3 separate regions of the Sus scrofa genome follow, and regions 1 and 2 are each linked to region 3. The links are chromatin contacts, called in public HiChIP or PLAC-seq and promoter capture Hi-C maps. All regions are on one chromosome and are shown on one strand. Each heading gives the region's core, a stretch centred on a gene start, on an enhancer-like site or on the middle of the called end of the contact. The rest is flanking DNA. Distances are from core to core; before and after follow the strand shown. Region 1 holds the start of SNAP29 (synaptosomal-associated protein 29). Region 2 holds the start of TOP3B (DNA topoisomerase 3-beta-1). Region 3 holds the start of LOC100155534 (verprolin).

Region 1 (4,080 bases), core at 162-2,661, 250 kb before region 3:
CTTCCTTGAGCTGGGGATCCTTAAGTGACCCACTCCTCTCAGGGCCCTAAGGCCTCAGGCATTCCTCCCAAATCTAAGTCGATACCTTCCACTGAGACTCGAATATAGGAACCAGTAGACATACGCTAAACTTCCTTGATGAGGCTGAAGACAGGCAGGTATGACAATGAGGGAGCCAGTAACTGGGAGAAGTGGGGAAGGGAAATAAGCCAAGCAAGTGGCTATGGGAGAATGATGCGATATACCTCAAAACTGTAAGTAACCAGGTCAGTAACTTTGCAGAGAAAAGAGTTAATGAAAAGACCCATGGGGTGAGACAAAGCTTTAGCTTCCAGAGCTACAAGTGCTTAAGATGAATCATTCCTAGCTGATATTGCTGTAACATGCTATTAAATTTTTAAAAACTTTAAAAAGGTCCAACTCTGAAATCGTCTATGAATGGAAAGAGGAACTGACAAAGATGAAACGGAGCAACAGATCATCACAGACCACACAGTGTCAGTCTCAGACACCTTCGTTTGTATTGGGAAGGGAAGGGAAGGGCTCCCCACTCTACTGGGCTCTGGCTCACTCAGCAGTCGTCCAGGCGGAGAACTCAACACACCTCAAGGCGAGGTGGAAAAGCCATCAGTTTCGGGGAAGAACTCAAGGCCCATTTCCTCGGATGCTTTCAGACACTAGCAGTCACAGTCCTTGCTAGGTCACTCTGGCAGGATTCAGCCTGGATGCTGCCCAGGAAATCGTGTAAGAGAAACACATTCTCCACTTCCCTAATCGGGTCTGCTATTCAGAACCTTTACTCGCCTAGATAGGCCAGGGCATGGAGATTGCCTGTGTACTAGAAGTAGAAAAAAAAGAAACTAGGCGACTAAGAGTTCAGCGAGGTTGCCGGAAGCAAACCGCCCCTTTCGAGTACTTTAGACTTTTCTTTACCGGGCTGACAGATCGTACCAACCTTCCAGCCGCTAAAGCGCTAGGACCCTTCCCAGCCCACTGGGCGACCCCAATAACACAGGGGACCGCGGACTCACCTCAGAAGAGGCGACTCCTATCCTCTCGGACTCGTACATGAGGGACAGGGACCTTCCCGTGCTGGCGACCGTGGCCTCGGCCCGGCGCAGCACCTCCTGCCGCAGGGCCTGCTGCCGGTCAGCGGGCGACTCGGGCCCGTCCGTGAGGTTGCGGGCATCAGTCCACGGCGCTGGCCGGGCGCCCTCGTCCTCCGCGTCATCATCGAACGGGTTATAGCTTCTGGGGTAGGCCGACATGGCGGCGGTGCTTGGCCCGCGGTGGGCCGGAGGAAGGGGGCGCGGCCGAGGTGAGGGGGGGCACTGGGGGCCGCGGGCTAGCCAAGGCCCCAGAGAAGCGTCGGTTCGCTTGCTGCCAGCACAGCGCGAGTTCTTTCCGCCTGCAGTGCGTAGAGGCCCCGCCTCCGGAGTCGACCATCGGGTCCCGCCACGGGGGGAAACCACGCCTCGCGCGCGGCACAGCGGCCGCCCTGCCCCCAACCCCCGCGGGCAGTGGAGCAGCCCGCGGCCACGCCCCACCGGTGTCAGCGAGGTCACGTGGTGGGGCGGCCGGATGAGGCCGCACCTGCGCTGTGGGCTCTGGCGCTCGCGGGCCGGTTGCGGAAAGCCGGCGGGTGGCGCCGCGGTGCGCGACGATGGCGGCGGCCGCGGCCCGGGGAAGCGGCGGCGGCGGCGCCGGCCCCGGCTCAGCCTCCGGCGCCGGCGCGTCGCGGGGCTTCTATTTCAACACAGTCCTGTCGCTGGCCCGCTCCTTGGCGGTGCAGAGGCCGGCTTCCTTGGAGAAGGTAGTTTGGCGGCCCAGTGCGGGCTGACAGGAGGAGGGGGCCGGGGCGCTGGAGGCGCGGCTGGGGTCTGCAGAGGCCGAGGTGGGCCTCGGCTGCCGGGGGCGCGAGGAGCTCGTGAAGGAGGCCGGTGCGGCAGGGGGCCGGCGGGCGTGTGGCGGGCGGGTGGTTGTGAGCTCCCGGCGGGCTAGGCCGGGGCCGCCTAGTGACACCGCTAGGCGGAGGCGGCGGGGGCCGTGGTCGAACCTGGGGTGGCCCCCGCTCGCCCTGCCTTTTTTTGGTGACTTTGGGCGCTGCCTTCCTCGGGGAAGGGGTGCTTGTAAGCGCTTTGTCCTTGGAGGTGAAGGGCGGTGGGGTAGTGTCGGGGAGCGCTTTCTGAAACGCAGGTCTGCTGCGCACTGTTTTCTTGCGAGATTAGAGGGGTCTTCAGACCGGGGAAGCGGGTGTTTGAAGAAAAAAGAACTCACCCCGGAGCGTTCCTTATCTTGGAGAGGGGGAGAGGCAGCCCCACGGATGCCTGGGATGGGGGGAAACAGCTTTTAGTTTGAGAAGGTACCTGCACTGTCGCTGTATGTCGTCTTGAACAAGTTACTTCAACCCTCGGAGCCTCTGTTTCCTTATCTGTGAAATGAAGTCGTTCTTGAGTTCTAGCATAACATGCCTGACAAAGAGTTGGACAGTAAAGGGCAGCTCCCCCATGCCACGTGTGTGTGATGAGACTCGATGCAATGTGTTAGCATTGAAGGGATGGGATGATTCTGCACAGCCTCCTGGCACATGGAAAGATTGTTGTCTGACAGTTGGGAGTGGCTCTGGTGCCCGGTGAAATCGTTTTAGGCACTTTAGCAGGCTGACCTAGGCCTTCCTTGGCTTTGTAGGTTCTCAAACTTGGAGGGTGAGCAGGGCCTGGAGACTGATGCCTACCTGACTTCTAATCAGAGGGCAAGTGCAATGGAAGGGAAAGAATACTGGTTGTAGAGATAGGATCACCTGAGTTTAAACCCTGTTTTTTGTTTTGTTTTGTTTTTGCTTTTTAGGGCCGCTTGTGCAGCATATGTAGGTTCCCAGGCTAGGGGTGGAATCAGAGCTGTAGCTGTTGGCCTATACCACAGCCACAGCAACGTAGGATCCAAGCTGTGTCTGTGACCTCCACCACAGGTCATGGCAATGGCGGATCCTTAACCCACTGAGTGAGGCCAGGGATGGAACCTGTGTTCATTCTCATGGATGCTAGTCAGATTTGTTTCTGCTGAGCCAAGATGGGAACGCCTAAACCCTAAATTCGCACGCATTGGTGTGACTCTGGGCAGCTGAGTTCCTCAGTCTGTCCCTCTGCTTTTTCCTGCAAAATACAAGGGTACACTCCTTGGTAAGAGTACTGTGAAGATTAACAGAATAACACAAATAAAGGCAGGCTTGTGAGTACATAATGGATGATCCCTGTTACCATTGCACGAGCCTGACTAATGGACCACAGTGCTGGTTTTACGGAAACAAATCCCTGCCAGCTGGTCAGCACATTCTCTTCTTAGTAGGAGGACCAAGGAGCACATCAGAAGTTTGCTTGCTGGGCTTGCAGGGAAGTGGATGAACTTGGAGGAGAGGGTCCTGCGGCTCCTGCAGTGGTGGCAGCCTTCCCCACTCAGGAACTGAAAAATGCACCTTCAGCTCTTCTTACCCTTTTCACCCTTCTGTACTAGTCACAAGAAGATTCTGCAGCTGCCACGTTGTTAGCTTTGTATCTTCTGGAACTGCTTAGATTGTCAAGATAAATGTTTTTCAACTGATTAATCCAGCATTTTGGTCCCTGGCTCCCTAATAGCTCTTACTCTGGGAGCTACTTTAGTTTCATTGGCTCATTTACAGCCAATTCTGGAAAGAGTTAAGAGAACAGGCCTGAGGCTGCTGTCCTCAGAAGGGTTTGCCTGCAAGGTTGGCCTGGCTGGCATCAGGAAATTTGCTCTTGAACTGCTCAGTTCTTATGCTAACTGATAAGGGTGATTCACACTGTCTAGACTCTGTTGGAGCAGTATGGTTTATGTTGAAGTCCTGCTTTCCCTCAGGAATCTGGAATCTAAGCAGGCAGGGCCTAAGTGACCAGCCTTCAGTAAAAACCTTGGGGGCTGTGTCTCTAGTGGACTTCTGCAGGCACAAATATTATACCAGCATTGTTTGCTGCTATACAGGGGAAATGAGAGGAGGGTTTCTCCAGATCCCATCTGTAGGTTTTCCCCTGCGGGTATCTGCACTGTAATGAACTTTAACCATGA
Region 2 (4,530 bases), core at 958-3,457, 230 kb after region 3:
AAGAGTGATTCTACCTGCAAAATGAATAATGAAAATACTTTATCATGTTTAAAATTTAAAAACTGGGGAGTTCCCGTTGTGGCTCAGCAGGTTAAGACCCTGACATAGTGTCCGTGAGGGTGCAGGTTGGATCCCTGGCCTCACTCAGTGTGTTAAGGATCTGGCATTGCTGCAAGCTGTGGCGTAGGTCACCAGTGAGGCTTAGATCAGGTACAACCATCTTAAAGAGGAGCAAACTAAGACTCAGAGGAAGCAATTTTCCAAAGTTTGGGGCAGAAATGCATGCTGCTCTACTTCTAGCCAGGTACTTTCCCCCCGCCCCCCAACTGCACCAAGCTCTACCTCTTAAAAAGATTTCTGCACTCTCAACAAATGTTCTCTGATAATCTTGAGGCCTCCCTATTTTTCCATGAAGACATATCTCCAATTTCAAAATGGAAGCCAATGAGAACAGAAGCTGAAAACAGTGGTTTGCAAAATTTCATTTATATACCATCTTAACATCTTTGCTTTACTGATATTATTATTAACTTAAGGTTCTGCCTTTAAGAAAAAGCTTGAATATATACAAAAGGGAAATTCTATAGCCTCTTAGGAGCTTAAAGCCTGTAGTCAATAACCAGAACTAGATTCTTTCCAGTAACCTACATGGCCTATCGTGTTTAATTTCATTTTTGTTTTTTCGTCTTTTTAGGGCCACACTTGAGGCATATGTAGGTTCCCAGGCAAGGGCTCAAATCAGAGCAAGAGCTACCGGCCTGTGCCACAGCCACAGCAACAAGGGATCCAAGTTGTGTTTACAACCTACACTGCAGCTCAAAGCAATGCTGGATCCTTAATTCACTGAGCTGAGGTCAGGGATTGAACCCGAGTCCTCATGGATACTAGTTGGGTTTGTTACCACTGAGCCACAACAGGAACTCAAGTTCAATTTTGTTGCCTGCCAAAGCTCTGAGCCTGAAGTTTGTCCTCTATTGCATAAAAGGAGATTAGCGAGTGCTAAGAGGATATTAACAGCAAACACCCCAAATTAAGGCTATAATTAGAGGGCTGAAAATCAAAGGAAGTAGAGGTTAACTTGTTATAACCCTGGCCACTCACAAGACAATGGTATGTGTCTTTTGGAAGCACTGTAGATAAAGTCCTTTACCACCAGTGACTTACACACAGGTGGATCACACAAGTGGATCTAGCCTGGGAATGGAGGCCTAGCAGTGGTCTGTTTATCACTTAGAGCCCTAGGGTTTCCCGCCTTAGTCACTTTATCAAACACCTATGGAGTCAGGAGGACAAACCACCCTTTAAGCTCCTCCTCTGCAGCCATGCTATAGCTGAAAACACAACTGTATTTTATCTTGCCAGCAATGCTACAAGGCCTACGTTGTAATTTTTGAAACTGGGTAGACTGGGAGGTTGAAAACAATTCAGACTAGTGTCAGGTGACCTTTGTCAGGGCTCTAGGGACCCCAGAACTCGCTGGCCACCGAGCCCAGGCTGGGCTGAATTTTCATGACCTGTTCTTTTTTTTTGTCTTTTTTGGGCCAACCCGTGGCATATGGAGGTTCCCAGACTAGGGGTCTAATCGGAGCTGTAGCCACAGGCCTAGGCCACAGTCACAGCAACGCGGAATCCTTAACCCACTGAGTGAGGCCAGGGATTGAACCCTCATCCTCATGGTTCCTAGTCGGATTCGCTAACCACTGCGCCACGACGGGAACTCCATGACCTGTTCTAAGGCTGAGGGACAAAAGAGGTAAAATGAGGCCTTTGTGAGAAAGTACTGCCTGGATTCCAGCGAATTTGTTCACAAAAGTGCTCTCCCTCCCTCCTTCCTTCTTCTGCACCAACCACTCCCCGTGGAGAAACACGCCCCGGCTCCCTCCAGACCGAGCTGGGCCGGGGGCAGCAGCGGAGCCTGGACCGCGAACCCCGAGTCTGTCGCCCGCGGCGCGGCCCCACCGACGGCTCGGTCCACAGAGGCTTCAGGGGCAGCGCCAGCTCCCTCTGGGCGCTCCCAGCCCCGCCCAGCGGGAGGAGGCGCCGAGAACCGGAGCCCGGCCTGGACCCGCTCCCGAGCCGCCCGCCACCCGCCGTCCGCCGCTCACCGCGTCGCGGATCCCGCTCCGCCTCTCCCTCCCCGCGGCCTTCGGCGACCTGCTTCCGGGTCCGGCCGCGGACGTCGTCCCCCACGTGCCCTCCGGCGCCGCACGCCGGTGTCTGCGGGTTCCGAGGCGCAAGCGTTCCGGGGCACATCCTCCAGTCGGCTCTAGCCTAGCATTCCGGGTCCGCAGGGGTTCCCAAACCCCGCCCTGGTTTCGCCCTGCTGCGGTCCGCAAGGGGTTCCCAAACCCTCCGCCCCATTCTTCCTGGCCGCGGGGAGGCAATAATGACAATTATCTACAAAGATGAAAACTGGATAAGCGTGAAAACATATATGTTGTTCATAATTAAAAACTAAAAACTACAGATGTGTGTATAGCAGGCTTCTTTCAATGCTATAAACATCTGTGGAATGAATGAATGATCTATGTAAAACATATCTGGAAAACGAATTGGAATATAATCGTCTCTTTCGTGTTAGAACTATAAGATTATGGAAGATTTAAAGTAATTTTTATGGCTTTATTTTTACATATTTTACATAATAGAGTGCACACACTTCCTTTGCTCCCCTAGACATCTCCCCCAATTTGCCTTTATTGAAACCAGCCCTGACAGATGCCCTGGAAAAAGGAAAGTTCTATGGCCAAATTAAGATTGGGAAATGCCCAAAATTCTGTCACCATGAGATCTCACTCTCAAAACAGAACTGCTGATTGCAAACCCCCTCCTTGGCAGGTTCTCCATCTCCAAAATGGCAATCCCATCCTCCTGGTGGCTCAAGCTGCAGGCATTCCGGATTCCTCTTTCTCACACTCCTTATCCATCACCGTCTTCAAAATATACTTGAGATCCAATCCAGCCTCCTTGCCTTGGCTGCCACCATCCTGAGCCATCTCCCTCCTGGCCCCCACATCACTGCCTTGTAGTCTGTCTCCATGCAGCCCCCACTGAAGGTGGCCAGTGCTAAGGTCGAGTCCCGGGTGTCATTAGCTGCCAGAGAGGCAAAACCAGAGCTCCTCTGTCACTTAATCCAGCTCAGGGGTTCATTCTGCAGAGCAAGAGGAGGGACCTGAGGGCTGGACAAGAGGAGGGGCTCTGAGTGGTCGGCTCCAGAAACGCAGGGGTCTCCATCAAGCTGAGAAAGTGCAGTTGGCCTGTACACTCTGCAGCTGAGTCCTCCCCACTTGCCTCCTGGGGAGCAGCGGTCTGGCCACCCTGGGGCCCCTTACATGGACAAATGAGTCAGGTTGAGAAAAGTCCTTAGGCCCCCCTCACTGAGGTGCTGGGGTGGTGGGTGTGATGGCTGAGCTCCTGGGTCTCCTTTCTTTCTGGTTGGACACAGGCTGGGCCTTGGTTTTCCTGATACTGTTAATAGTTAACATCACCCTGTGCTTACTTTGTGCTGGGCCCTTCTCTGTTTTTTTTTTTTTTTTTTTCTTTTCTTTTCTTTTTTTTGTCTTTCTAGGGCTGCACCTGTGACATATGGAGTTTCCCAGGGTAGGGGTCAAATTGGAGTTATAGATGCCAGCCACAGCCACAGCCATAGCAACGCTGTGTCTGAAATCTACACCACAGCTCACAGCAATGCCGGATCCTTAAGCCATTGAGCGAGACCAGGGATCGAACCCACGTCCTCATGGATACTAGTCAGATTTGTTTCCACTGAGCCATGATGGGAACTCCTGGGCCCTTCTCTATTTTCAAGGCATTTGATTCTCATTACAACTCTAGAGACTAGATAATATCATTATCTTGATATCACATATACGGAAACAGGTCACACAGGTGTAAATGGCAGAGCTGGATTCAAAACTAGGCAGCAGGGTCCCAGAGGTCAGGTCAGCTGCTGGCCACAGGGTTTCTCTCTGCTTTCTCCTTCTTGTCATTTCTTCAGGCTCCAGGCCTAGTCTGTGATGACCCAACCGGCCTCGGTGTCTGGGGTCTAGGATACATGGCCAGCACATCCTGCACAGGAAACAGCAGCCACCTTGGGAACATGTCCCAAACTGGTACCAGCCGAGTCCCCAAAGTTCTGTGTTCAAGAACAACAATTGGCCCTTAGGGGCCTGGCTTGGTTCTTTGGCTCCCAGTTGGGCAACACAGCCATCCCGAACACTGCAGGGCTCCAGCTGAGGATGAGACGAGTTATCACTCATTCTATGAGATCACAGCGAAGGCTGTGTGGCTCCAAGCTCGAGACCTCAGGGGAAGTGGGACACACCCCTTGGCCCCTCTAGACACTAGCGACATCTGTTGAGTAAATTTTACTCTTTCATGTCACCAAGATGGATCAATTCTGGCATTTTCCTATTTCTTTTGCTCACATCTTACTGATACCAGTTCCATGTGCATCTCTGCCTTCCCTCATGATGACTAACCATGGCATAATTGATGACAGTTCAATGTGACCTATTTTATTTTATTTTA
Region 3 (4,470 bases), core at 786-3,285:
AGAGCCCAAGGAGAGGATGGGGGTGGCAGCTGGTTGGAAGGGGCTTGGAGGAGGGTGGGCAGAGCACCTCACTTTTGAGAACTCATTGACCTTAGTGGGTGAGAGAAAAGCTCTAGTCAATGTGAGACCTGAGGGGAGGAGGGTCACGGTTAGGTCCTTTGCTCCCCCTGCCCTCTCCCCTATGAGCTCTTGCTCTGCTCAAGCCTTTTTTTTTTTTTTTTTCTTTTTTTGGCTATGCCTGTGGCATATGGAAGTTCCTAGGTTAGGGGCTGAATCGGAGCTGCAGCCACCAAACTACACTGCAGTCATAGAAACACTGGAGCCAAGCTGCATCAGCAAACTATACCACAGCTCATGGCAACATTGGATCCTTAACCCAATGAACCAGGCCAGAGATTGAACTCACATCCTCATGGATAATAGTCAGGTTCTTTACCACTGAGCCACAAGGGGAACTCCTGCTCAAACCTCTTGAATAGTGTCTACAAGTCTAGATTTCTCTACCATCACTCATATGACCTGAGACAGGAGTGCAAGCAGGTTGTTGGTAGGTGATCCCACAAAACACTGAGGCGGAGGAATAGGGCTTAGAGGAGCAGGAAGGCAGCCGATGAAGCCTTATTCACACTGGGGAGCTCTAGGACCCCATGGAGAACATACATTAGAGTTCTCTCCACCAAAGGCTAGAAAGTGGGGCACTCATCCAACCAACATATCTTCTCTCATTGTCTGAGGGCTGCTGGGGGTGGGGTGGGGCAGGGATTTACTCTGCAGCACTTCCCAATTGCCCAGTAGTCCTCAGCCAGAGAAGCATCCTTTCTGTAGAGGTGAGTGTCAAGGGAATGGAGGCGGGGCACCAGCAATGTGGACCACATTGCACTCCTCTGGCCCCTCTGGGCTGTAAGAGCCTGCTTCTGCTTCTGTCACCTCACTTTCCAATTACCACACACAGAAAAGTGAGAAGTATTAATTAAGAGCAGAATCCAACAGTGCACAGCATGTAGGAATCCTTGGGAAATCAAGGCTGAAGCTGTGGGAGCAGGTGAGATGGCTGCATGCAGAATGCAGGGCAAGACCAAGAATCAAAACTGCATCAGCAGCAGCCGTGGTGCTCTCATTTATTGAAAACTAAGTGCCAGGCCCTAGGTCAATGATTTGCACAGCATCTTATTTGCTCCTGGCAACACCTGTAAGAAGCACAGTTCAATTCTCTTCTTAATTCTGCAGACGAGGCAACCAAGATTGCTGAAGACTCAAACCCAGCTGCACCTTCCTGCGTAGCATTTACTCTCAGGCTTTGGACGGAGAATAAAAGAGGAAAGGGCCCAGATGCATGGTAGCCAAATCACCCCCCACCCCACCCCCAACACACACTGCAGCTCTGTGAGGGCCAGGAGAGCTGGTGTACATCATTCCGGGTCGTCAGGCTCCGTAAGAACTTAATGGAATGGTTATCCACAATCACGCAGGTACCCAAGCGAAGCCCCCTTCCCTGTGCCTCCCATCGTTCCACAAGGCTCCTGGGGCTCCAAGACCAGGTCCTGAAGCCCAGGCCTATTCAGCGGCTTCAAGCAAATCTCATTTGTGTCAAGTCCCGCGATGCCGTGGGGAGGGGGCTACCCCAGTCAGAGAGCCCACCGCAGGCGAACGTGCCCTTCCGGGAGGCCCAGGGAAAGATTTCAGTTAGCAAAACGAGGTAGCCAGCGGCCCAGAGGAGACGGGGTGGACTGCGGGTCTCAGCATTTTCCTCGGGTCGCAGCCACCTCCCCAGGGGGCTTGGTCGCGAGGTCTGCGCCCCCACCGGGCTTCCAAGCTCTCTTGCCGGCGCAGCCAAAAAACTCGCGGAGCCTGGAGCTGCGAAAAGGCGGGCAAAGTTCCTTTTGATAAGTTATGAATGGGGAGAAAGTGTTTGTAGAACTCATTGTTAAAACCGCGGAGCCGCAGCCTCGGCCCGCGCCCGGCCAATCCGGGCCCGCAGGCTATTTTGAAATCGCTCTGGCCTCAGCCAATGGGCGTGCGGGAGGCTAGGCCCCCGCAGGCGCTGGCCAATCAGCGCGGCGCTATGCTAAGAAGCCGGGGGCTGGGCCGCCGCCTGTCAGCGGGTTAAAGATGGAGCCGGCGGCGAGAGGGCGCCACGAGGTGCGGGGTGGTCCTGGGGGTCACCGCGGGCAGACTGCCATCCAAACCTTTCCCGGTAACCTCCCGAGTCCTGTCCCGCCCCGGGGCGTAAGGGGCATCCCGCCGTGTGAGTAGCCGGGGCCAAGGTGGGAGCGCGGGCAGGGCGGCCCTACCCGGTGGAGTGTGTGGAGGGGCGCAGCCAGGACTCCGGGCGTCCCCTCCGGGCAGGGAACCCCAGAGAGGCGGGAAACACCCCCCGTGCTTCTTCTTCGCTCTGGGTCGCCGGGCAGGGAATCTACTGGACAGAACGCGGAGCTCAAGTTGGGGACCAGGAACCAGGGGCCAGGGATGGGGCCTGAGCCGGCAGGGGCACGTCGACCCGGAGTGGGGCCAGCTTTCTTCTTCCAGAGACGCGGAACGGGGTAGGGAGCATGGTCGTCGGGCAGTATCCACCCTCGCCCTGGGCGTGAGTGGGCTAAGGACAACCTTGCCGCGCCGGCCCCTCTCCTTTGTGTGTGCGCCCTTTCCCCCCGTCGGCTCGAGCTCCGGGATTGGAGCTGCCTCTTGGTCTGGGGTCGCTCCTCCATGGCAATCTGGAGGTGCTGGGGAAGGTCTGGCTGCCTTGGGGTTCTGAGGACCTCGAGGAAGGCAGCCCCACTGAAAATCTGTCCCCTCTCTGCCCTGATTCTAGGAATGGGCCCCTAGCCCCACCCACCCTCAGTGGAGCTTGCCGCTCCGACTGTCTTGGGATCGGTTGGGGTCCCCCCTGCTGGCCGCAGGTGCTCTGACGAGGTTGCACTACTGTGCTTTGAGGAGCAGTGCAATGATATTGTCAAAGCATCTGGGACCAGCCTTGGGGACCCCCTCCCCCACACTTCCACTTCCCCTGCCCAGGCCAAGCCCCTGGACCCACAGGCCCTCCCTTCCCCCCTGCCCAGTTCGCTCACTTCTCCATGGAAACTTGAGATCCTGGCCAGGCCTGGGCCTCTGGGGTCAGAGGGCACACTTCTCCCCAGGCAGAGGCCCCGCCCCAGTGGGCCTGCATTCCAAGTCTCAGATCCCCACTCACCACCAACCCTGGACCACCAGGAGAGGCTCTGGCAGGCCTGCCTGACACTCTTTCCCTGTTGCACTACTGTGGGCCACTGGGAAGCAGTGCAATGATGAAAGGGCATCAGTCAGGCCCAGCCTGCCGTCCACAGTGCCTGGGGGGAGGGGGGTCTTGCTGCCTCATTCTGCTTCCTAGCAATTAGGTGCAGGTGCGGAGCAGGGCTGGACCCTCCATCAGAACGTCAGGTGAGGGCAGAGCTGGAAACTCATCCCCTAAGCTCTCTGTCTGGGTCCTGGCTGGACAGGGCAGGGGCAGAGACCCCAGAGTCAGAAAAGCTATGGTTTGAAGATGATCTTTGCAACCAGCACTCAGGTAAGCCTGGGGGCTCCAGGTTTGGTCAGGACCCAGTGGAGAAAGGCCCATTGCTTTGCACAGAGGGTCTAACTGGACCTGGCTTAGACCCTTAACCACGTGGAGGTGCCCTAAGACCAGCCCTCTTTGAAGGCCTAGGGAGGGCCAGGCCTAGAGAGGATGTTCTGGGTTCACAGCAGGATAAGCACAGTCTGGGGTGGACAGTGGACTTGGGATACAAAACCTGCAGCTCGTGCCCTCTGACCTAGCCCACCTGTTCTCTCCTGGGGACAAATGCTGCCCTGAGCCTGCAGGAGAGACTGTGGGGTGCCTGTCACGCCCACCCTCACAGCTGGCACTAGGGCTTGAACTGCCAAGGAGCCTGGCCCCATCATCAGGACGAGAGATTTTTGTGTGCTCAGTGACAGTCATTCAAACCTGTTGCTTTGCAAGGGAGCCCAGGTCCCTGCATGGGCATTTGGGAGTACACCTTATTGGTGGCTAAGCACCCGTGGACACTGGCTTCACCCCCACCCTGGAGGCAGAAGCCCTGGCATCCCTGGAGGATGAGGGACAATGCCACATGCTCCTGACCCCTTGGGTTCCTCCCTCCCAGGGTCACCTGACTCAGACCCATCCTCCCTCCCTCTTGGTTTCAGGCATTATGGCTGGAGGTGATCCTGTACCCACTGGCCAAAGACCCCATGCAGCTGTCTCCTGCCCTTACTGGGAGGGGCTTGTGAACGCAGGGCTCTGCTCAAATGTCCCCTCCTAGGAAAAGCCTTCCTTTGGCTCCAAAGCATCAATGTTCCTCCACCAGAACCTGTTAGATCACACTTTTCTCTCTGTGGCTGACACTCTCTTTACACGGGAAGGCCCTGAGGGCAGAGACCATGTAGTTTTTTTTTTCCTCTTTTGGCAGTGCCTTGCACTGTACTCTTTAAAAAATA

Evidence for each region. Promoter capture Hi-C pulls out the DNA fragments that hold promoters and counts their contacts. HiChIP or PLAC-seq counts read pairs in DNA pulled down with a chosen protein or histone mark.
Region 1: a contact with region 3 is called in a promoter capture Hi-C map of liver, with 4 times the contacts expected there. The contact joins the promoter of SNAP29 here to the promoter of LOC100155534 in region 3. A contact is called at or near these places in 3 of 5 promoter capture datasets (fetal liver and liver), 2 of 47 Hi-C or Micro-C datasets (embryonic fibroblasts and heart right ventricle) and 2 of 2 datasets of contacts at active chromatin or transcription factors (alveolar macrophages and skeletal muscle).
Region 2: an H3K27ac HiChIP or PLAC-seq map of alveolar macrophages shows a contact between it and region 3. The contact joins the promoter of TOP3B here to the promoter of LOC100155534 in region 3. A contact is called at or near these places in 2 of 5 promoter capture datasets (fetal liver and fetal skeletal muscle) and 1 of 2 datasets of contacts at active chromatin or transcription factors (alveolar macrophages).

What each region holds. Positions count from the first base shown.
Region 1 is chr14:50,489,518-50,493,597 of Sscrofa11.1, reverse strand. It overlaps SNAP29 (synaptosomal-associated protein 29), which reads right to left and starts at 1,411. Exons shown (of 5, transcript XM_003132993.4): 1 at 1,032-1,411. The coding sequence starts at 1,268. PI4KA (phosphatidylinositol 4-kinase alpha) reads left to right here and starts at 1,615. Exons shown (of 55, transcript XM_001929569.6): 1 at 1,615-1,813. The coding sequence starts at 1,664.
Region 2 is chr14:50,018,089-50,022,618 of Sscrofa11.1, reverse strand. TOP3B (DNA topoisomerase 3-beta-1) reads right to left here and starts at 2,207. Exons shown (of 19, transcript XM_021072739.1): 1 at 2,106-2,207; 2 at 1-14.
Region 3 is chr14:50,243,873-50,248,342 of Sscrofa11.1, reverse strand. LOC100155534 (verprolin) reads left to right here and starts at 2,035. Exons shown (of 7, transcript XM_013983173.2): 1 at 2,035-2,245. The coding sequence starts at 2,110. It overlaps MIR130B (microRNA 130b), which reads left to right and starts at 3,223; the gene lies at 3,223-3,302.